Regions from separate parts of the Triticum aestivum genome. Here regions 1 and 2 are each linked to region 3. A link is a contact called in public Hi-C data. All regions are on one chromosome and are shown on one strand. Each heading gives the region's core, a stretch centred on a gene start, on an enhancer-like site or on the middle of the called end of the contact. The rest is flanking DNA. Distances are from core to core; before and after follow the strand shown. Region 1 has its middle 18 kb from the start of LOC123070385. Region 2 holds the start of LOC123070385 (protein IQ-DOMAIN 6). Region 3 holds the start of LOC123070388 (probable cytokinin riboside 5'-monophosphate phosphoribohydrolase LOGL1).

Region 1 (2,830 bases), core at 150-2,649, 290 kb after region 3:
ATGCCATGAATTCAGATCTGAACCATTTATATTTCCATGAATATATTTGTGTTCTTGATCCGATCTTGCAAGTTGTAGACACCTATTACGAGTTATGATCCGCATACCCCAAGGTGACAATAATTGGGATTATTTCCGATGATTACCATAGTTTGAGGAGTTTATGTATTCACTAAGTGCTAATGTTTTGTTAATGATGTCTTAATATCCCTTAGTTTCTATTAGGACCCCGCTGCCACGAAGAGTAGGACAAAAGATGTCATGCAAGTTCTTTTTCATCAGCACGTATGACTATATACGGAATACATACCTATATTATATTGATAAACTGGAGCTAATTCTGTGTCACCCTAGGTTATAACTATTGCATGATGAATGTCATCCGACATAATTATCCATCACTGATTCATTGCCTACGGATTTTTCACATATTGATCTTTGCTAAGTTACTTTTTTGTTGTCATTGTTACAATCACTAAAAAACAGGTACTGTTACTTTTGTCACTGTTACCGTTACTTTCATACTACTGTGCTACTAAATACTTTGTTACAGATATTAAGTCTTTCAGGTGTGGTTGAATTGACAACTCAGCTGCTAATACTTGAGAATATTCTTTGGCTCCTCTTGTGTCGAATAAATAAATTTGGGTTGAATACTCTATCCTTGAACACTGTTGTGATCCGCTATACTTGTGGGTTATCACAGGACCGGGCTGTCCGGCGGCTCAAAGGGCTCATCATCCCCTCCTCCTCCAACGACCACGGAACCTCGTACGACTGCTCGGACGATCCCCTACCAGCCGCCGACACCTACAGCTGTGCCGGCGACTGGAAGGGGAAAGAGCTGGTGAGGAAGGGGTGAAGATCCGCTTTGTTCACTTTAATTTATTGTTTTTAGATGTAGTTTAAACTTGTCCGTCATATTATGTGCATTATGTGAACTGTGGTGATCTTTTGAAGTTCTGACTATGATCTTTTGATGAACGGATCGTGCATTTGTATGTTCGTTTGTATGTCCACTCATGATCTGCTTTTTGCATCGATGTTGCATGGTTTAGTATGAATATATAGGATTAAATATGAGATACGTGGATATGGACGTCGCAATTTACGGACTGATCGGTCGGCGCCCGCGGACGCGTGTTGCCTGTACACATCCGGTCGTTGGCCGCACCGAGCTCTGCTAAACCTCCCCGATTGTCACGGAGCTGGCTGACCACGACAACCCCTAACTCCTTGTTCCGTGCTCCGCAACCTCCCGAGCGCTCATCGCTCTCGGGAGAAAGAAAGGGACGCACAGCACTCGCTCCCCAGGAAAGGACTCCACCACTCCGGACACCATCATCGCATGCCCCGCGCACACCATCGGCCACCGCTGACGCTGACACGGCGGTTAGGGTCCCCGACAGCGCCTGAGGCATACACACGATGGATACGCACGGCCCCAACGAAAGCGCGGCGAGCCTTTACCTTAGCCCTGTCGACGCTCCAAGGGACACGCATCATGGATGAAAAATTCTCCGGCCCGAGCACGTCGTTGTCGTCGCGGGACCGGCGCCCTGCTTGGCACGACAGGGCCCGGCCGCGCACGATGCTGCCGCGCTCTTTCCCGTGAGCGCACGCACAGGCGACACATGAGCCCGCACCGCACGCCCCCAGCAAGTTGTACCTAATAATACGACTGCTACCTGCGATGTCATGGGCGTTGCAACACACACACACTAGGGAGTAGACACCACTAATCACTAATGCCTGCCTTGCTTGGTCTCTGGGGACAGTTAGGGCTTTGTTTACTCTCCAGGGATTGTATGAGATGTTGCCAACACATGGCGCACACATCTTCCGGCAGATGGACTCGTAGCAGCAGGATCCTCAGTCCAGAATGGAAGATGCTCTCTGTTTCCTTGTCTCCCGTGTGTTGTTAATCTCCAACTCCAAGGGTTCTGCAGTAGTACTAGTAGATTAAGAGACGGCTAAGCCACACTAGATAGCCTGCCGCAGATTCTCAGAAGAAAAGATAGCCTGCCCTGCAGCAGATGGGAAGTTTCTGATAAACCCACCGCACCGCGTTCTTGTAATCCTAGGATCCTGCATGGATATGGCCTAATTGAAGGATGGTGTGCTGTGCGCCGGTTAAGTTTATTCAAGGACGGCGGCAATTAGCTCCGACAGTAGCAGATATACGCAGGTTTTATCAAAGGAGAATAGCTGTTTTGCTGGTTACTCATTCCAGTGGCCCAAACAATTAGAGCAACTCCAACGCGGCGATCCATTTTATCCGCGCGAGTCCGCTTGGGTCAGCATGGACAGAAAAGTCGGCCCAATGCGCCGACCCAAACGGATACGTGTCCGCTTTTCATCCGTTTGCCGACCTATTCCCGGCCTATTTTTTAGCCTCATTTGCGTCGGCGCGGACACAAAACGGACGCGCGCCGCACCCTTCTACTCCTCTCCCTGGCCCGCTAGTCGGTGGTACATTGGCCATCCTCTCCCATTCCAACTGCAAACCCTCGCCCGCCTCCTTCGTCGTCGACGCTGCCGCCCATTTTTCCGGTGACTCTGCCAGCTAACAATGCCGCAACATCCCCCTACGACGCCACCACCTCCCACATCGCCGCCACCGCCGTCTTGCCACCGGGGATCCGAAAGCTTCCCACCCCCACTCCCCGACACAGCCGCGACCAAGAAGCCACCTCGCCGCCCCGCCAGCTCCTTCGTCCTGACCCCGGCACGCTCATCGGACGCCGCCAGGGTAGCTAGCTGGTCCGAGGGCGGCGCGACTCCCTTCGCTGGCCAGCTCCTTCGTCGACGCCCGCAAGTTGTTCGACAG
Region 2 (2,725 bases), core at 70-2,569, 310 kb after region 3:
TTGTGGAGGACTATACACTGAAACAACACAAATTGGCAAGCCTGGCATGGCAAGAACAACTTTCAAAGATGCATTATTGGCAGCATCTCCCAAGGAAGGCACACCAAACAATGTCACTGCCCAGTGCGCACTATGATAACTCACTTGGACGATCATGGTCAATAGAAAACATTATCCCAAATCATTGCTTAAAATAAAGGGAGATAAATGTCCATATGGTCGTATCAATCTTTCATCATGAAGAGGGCAATCCTACCGCAACCGCAGCAAGTCTCTGTCTAGTGAAAGTAACACATCACATTCGTTTCAGAAAAACAGAAAGTAGCACATCACATCAACTGATTAAGTATACAATACCTAATTTTACTTTCTGATAGTATGGTAATCTATTTGCACAAAGCAGACCAAGCATAGTGCATATATAAATATCATGCAATGCAACGAAGTAGTGGTATGCAACATAATTAATCCTTGAACCAAAGTAGTATATACCTCTGCTTCCTTGACGGGATCCGCGTGGCTGCTGTGGTCGTCGAGCGTATCCTGCGAGTCTCGGCCGTCAGCCGAGAGCCGCGTGCGCCGGTCCCTCGCCCGCGCTAGCACCCTGACGAGCGCTTGCATGCACTTGACCGTGACGGCCAGCTGCTTGCGCACACGGCGGCCGCGCACCAGCGCCTGCAGCCGCACGATCCCCCGGAGCGCCCTCAGCGCCCTCCTGGCCTGCACGAGTACCCAAAAGACACGCGACGCTGAAGAAGCTGAAACTTTGCGTGCGGAATCGGAGCGAGGGCGCGACGCGAGGCGAGCGAGCGACCTACCAGGAAGCCGCGGAAGGCGGTCTGGATGCGGACGGCCGCCCACTCCTGCCTGATGACGCGGAAGTCCTTGGGCGGCGCGCGCACCACGGCCGCGACGACGGAGCTGAGCGCGTCGGCGGCGGCGGAGGACGTCTCGGAGACCTCCGAGGCGGCCGCCGACGCGGCAGCCCTCTGCCCGCCCGACGAGCTCCGCCACAGGCGGCTCCACTTCCGGCCCTTCCCCCCGGCGTGCCTCTCCTTGTCCGCCGCCGGCTTGAGCCCGACCAGCGTCTTGATCCACTTCCCCGACGCGCCCATGGATCGATCCACGCTCCTCAGAGGCAATGCTCTCTCGCGTTCGTCTCTGGAACTGGTGAGAGGAGCGAGCGCTAGTCCGTGAATGCGGAAACGCGGCGGAACGGCCAAACGGGAGGATTTGACTTGTTGGGCGACGTGCGCTTAATTCGGTAACGGTTTACGAGGCTGTGCAGGGCGGGGCAGGGAGAGCCGTTCGGGCGGTTCAAATTTTGAAATGGAGGACGAGCCCGGAGCCGGGAAAGCGGCCCGGAGGAGACGGGCCCCACTCGTGGCCGTCTCGGACGCTGGCGCGGGGTCCCTCGCTGCGGAGCGCGACAAAGAGGCGCGGCATTTGCGGCGGACGCCGTCACGCGGACGCTTTCTGCAGGCGGCCGTGTCTGGGGCTTCGCGAAAGAAGGAAGGCTCGGGCGAGGGACGACGGGGCGGGGACGCTGCCGTGTGGGCCAGAGCGCCAGTGTTGGCCGGAGGTGCGTGTCGGGATCCGGACCGTTGGAGGAACGCCCGGCTCCTGAGTTTGAACTCGTGGCGGCATTTCTCTTCGTCGTTGCTTTCGCCTTTGCGAATGGCGACGACGAGGCGCGGCGCGCGTACGCAACTCGGAATCGTAGCCCGGGCGGGGGGTGCGGTGCGGGCCCGTGCGTTGCAATTTTGTTGTGGTAAACGTTTTTTCCTTTTTCTTTGAGTTTTTTATAGGGGCCTTTTTCTTCCCAAATGATGAAGCGCATTGAAGCCTGCGATCACGAGAAGCCAGTCGGAACACCCGACGCTCGCCACGACTGCGAAGAAAGATGGCACATCCGGTGATTGCTGCCATGCATGTCCACTTTCGTCGAGTTAATTGTACAGAAATACCACAATTGAGGCATTACATGCAGATTGGTACCACTGTTCGTAATTTTTACGTGTCAGTATCAAGTTTGGGGCGAGTGGTCACAAAAAGATCTAAATCGCGTATAAATACGTATTGACAGTGTATCTGACCGAAGGGTCCCGCCTATCAGGTGCCTATGTGGCAGGTTTTTTGCAGGAAACCCCCTAGCTTCATATGTAATCACATAAATACCCACTATTTCGCAGGGAAAAGGCTTCTGAGAGGGTTTTTTTTTGGTTCGTAAGTTTTCCAAAGACTAGTTTGAAAGTTTTCGGCGAATTTAACAAACAAATAACAGAAACGAAAAATATAGCAAGCTATCAGGGTCCCGCCTATCAGGTGCCTATGTGGCAGGTTTTTTGCAGGAAACCCCCTAGCTTCATATGTAATCACATAAATACCCACTATTTCGCAGGGAAAAGGCTTCTGAGAGGGTTTTTTTTTGGTTCGTAAGTTTTCCAAAGACTAGTTTGAAAGTTTTCGGCGAATTTAACAAACAAATAACAGAAACGAAAAATATAGCAAGCTATCAGGGTCCCGCCTATCAGGTGCCTATGTGGCAGGTTTTTTGCAGGAAACCCCCTAGCTTCATATGTAATCACATAAATACCCACTATTTCGCAGGGAAAAGGCTTCTGAGAGGGTTTTTTTTTGGTTCGTAAGTTTTCCAAAGACTAGTTTGAAAGTTTTCGGCGAATTTAACAAACAAATAACAGAAACGAAAAATATAGCAAGCTAG
Region 3 (2,743 bases), core at 232-2,731:
CTTGTCGCGCCATCTCAGCTTTCCTCTCATGCATGTCAGAGACTATCTTTACTTCTCCAACACTTGCACCAGAGATCTGAAACACAAGTTTTGGTGTTTCATTACTCGATGAAATGAAATAGGACTTTCAGATTTCTCCTATCACCATCCTACAAAGTTGAGAGATGTTTGGACAGTAGCACTTCCACATCAATTCAATATATACATATATGCATAATGGTGCAATTCAAACTCCACTGCTTGCGTACTTTTCTCACTCAACTTGTGACGACCGACCTCATGCCTCATGGCAGGCAAATTGAACACTATTATTACATCCACCGAGCGGCCAACTTTATAACTCCAAGTTGCACCGCCCAAAAGTCTAAGCTGACGGTTCATTTTTGCGTGTATGGAAACTGGAAACAGGCCTGAAACGGACGGTCGGGAATTTCAGCCCTATTCTAGTCCAATTCCTCAATGATCACATACCTATTTGTAACCCCACAAGCAAAGGTGAATCGGTCTGGACCCAACAGAAAACGGGAATCAAATGGTGAGTGGGTGACCAATAGAGATAGATAGCACTAGTATATATTTGCTAGGTGATCGTGAAAAGTCGTGACACCGACAGGTGGGGCCAAACAAAAGGATAGGATTCAGATGGCCCATCCATCGGTAAGTGTTCCGAAATTCCGTATGAAATTTCGCTTTAGGCAGAGAGATGAGTCGTACTGCTACTGCGTCACTGCGTAGCAGAAACTTCTTTCTCTCTCTAACGAACCGATTAGGCAGTTAAGAATGACGTATCAATATGTATTTCTACGCATAATAAGAACAATAAGAAAACCTAGTAGAAGGAAATAGATTGGTACGCACCTCAAGGGGCATGAGTGCTCTGGGAATCACCCTGCAAAACAATCCAACAGAGAGATACATACCCCATTAGGAAGGTTGCAGAGTACTACAACTATATAAGGGACTATAAACAGAGGCGGCCGGCGAGGTACCCGAGGACACGGCAGCCGCCATCCAGAACCGTCTGCGCGATCAGGCCCATCAACCCGATGCTGCCCCCGCCATAGACCAGATCAACCCCCCTCGTCACCTGCAAGGAAAGGAAATCCCACCGTGAACGTCGAATTCTGGGGCACCCGGCCGCCCGGGAACAGGGCGCGCGCAGCCTCGGCATTCCAGCGCATTACTCACCAGCCCCTGGCCGAGCTCGAGCGCCGTGTCGCCGAACACCGCGCGATTGCCGGAGTTGCTGCCGCAGAAGACGCAGATCCTGCCGAACTTCCTCGGCGGCGCGGCCGCGGGCGCGGCGGTGTCGCCCATGGCCTGGCTTGTTTCCTCTCGGGTGCGGGGCGGGAGGATGGGGTTAAGAGTCGTCGTGGAGGAGAGGTGTTTGGGTTCGGTTCGTTCTTCTACCCGATGCCGTGTGTTATCTCGTAGAGTATCTGGGGGAGAAGCTTCAAATGAAGGCGGCATTAAGGATTCTGACGCGACTGTCCTTTTATTATGTCGTGATCAATTTGGTGGGTCATGCGAGCGGCCCATATTGCGCCAGAAGAGCCCAAGTGTCCTTCACCTTTCCTTTTGCACTTTGGCCCTTTCAATATACTCCAATGACACATAGCAATGAAGCCCTTTTGCTTGGGAAAAATGGTCTATTCCACCTTGTATAGCAACCACCCGATACAACAGTGAGTTCATTACTGGGGCAAACAGCGCAATCACGCCCAAAAGAGTATCCCACAACCTCTGCGCCCACCGGAGAATTCCACCACACTGCTATGCCACCGAATTGCCACGTACCAAGCAACGCCTTCAAAAAGGACTGTGATGACGACGACATTGCTGCCTGGATGGGTCCTAGGATCAAAACTCCTTACTTTCCAAGGTGGCGACCTCTCTTGAAGATCAAACCCCTTACTTTCCTGGCATGATGTTTTCTGGATGTAATTATGCACGATGTTAACATTCTGTGAGAGAAAAAAAATGAAGGGTGTGCACGATGACCTTGTTAGCTACTCTCTCAATATCTTTGGATCAAACAGGATCATTTACAGGTTGGGGATACAATCTTGCTAGGAGGAAGATGAACTAGCAGAGAGGGAGAAAGGGAATCAGGTTACAAGCCGCCGCCGCCAGTCTGATCCAAGCCAGGATGTCTTCTCTCATCTACTCCACCCTATCTTATCAATGGACTACTGTCTTGCTTGGGCGGAAGAGGTATGAGATCCATTGAGGCCCAGTGAACTTGTGGCAAGGTCTTCGCTCCCTCTTGGCCGGTTCTGTTGGGCTTCCTCCGCTCGTGGCCCTGATGCTCCTCCTGTAGGTAGGGCGCTGACACCCCCTCTTCCTTCAGACACGACTTGACCCCAAGTCGGAGCATTTGGAAAGCGTCGCCGTAGATCTTCGAGGTCTTCCCATGTGTCCGGCCTTGCCTGGCTGTCCTACCAGTGGATCAACCCTTGTTCCTTCATCTTGCGGGTGCCTCTACGCCATCGCTTCTCCAGGATCTTCACAGGAGTATTAACAGTAATGGAAGGAAGTGAAGAGGAAGCGCTCGCACCTGGTGCTAAGGCCTGACGAAGCTGTGAGACGTGGAAGACAGGGAAGATTGAGGATCCTTCTGGCAGTTTGAGGTCATAAGTGACTTCATTCACTCGCCGGATCACAAGGTAGGGTCCAAAAAATTTGAAGCTGAGCTTATGATTCGCTCTACATGCCACCGATGTTTGAATGTACAGCTGGAGTT

The links. Hi-C and Micro-C count contacts between places; a contact is called where the count stands out from the background.
Region 1: a contact with region 3 is called in a Hi-C map of leaf, with 3 times the contacts expected there. The contact joins the enhancer-like site here to the promoter of LOC123070388 in region 3. A contact is called at or near these places in 3 of 5 Hi-C or Micro-C datasets (all in leaf) and 1 of 1 datasets of contacts at active chromatin or transcription factors (leaf).
Region 2: a contact with region 3 is called in a Hi-C map of leaf, with 3 times the contacts expected there. The contact joins the promoter of LOC123070385 here to the promoter of LOC123070388 in region 3. A contact is called at or near these places in 2 of 5 Hi-C or Micro-C datasets (both in leaf) and 1 of 1 datasets of contacts at active chromatin or transcription factors (leaf).

Annotation. Positions count from the first base shown.
Region 1 is chr3B:464,614,725-464,617,554 of IWGSC CS RefSeq v2.1, reverse strand. No RefSeq gene overlaps it. Among protein-coding and RNA genes, the nearest start is that of LOC123070385, 18 kb to the right of the region's middle. Within about 2 kb of position 1,399, at least 4 of the 8 cell types and tissues checked have an H3K27ac peak or open chromatin away from gene starts, as enhancers often do. A contact at or near this core is called in leaf, where this site is marked.
Region 2 is chr3B:464,597,126-464,599,850 of IWGSC CS RefSeq v2.1, reverse strand. It overlaps LOC123070385 (protein IQ-DOMAIN 6), which reads right to left and starts at 1,319. Exons shown (of 4, transcript XM_044493589.1): 1 at 819-1,319; 2 at 493-720. The coding sequence starts at 1,115.
Region 3 is chr3B:464,904,136-464,906,878 of IWGSC CS RefSeq v2.1, reverse strand. It overlaps LOC123070388 (probable cytokinin riboside 5'-monophosphate phosphoribohydrolase LOGL1), which reads right to left and starts at 1,481. Exons shown (of 7, transcript XM_044493592.1): 1 at 1,189-1,481; 2 at 990-1,087; 3 at 859-889; 4 at 1-76. The coding sequence starts at 1,470.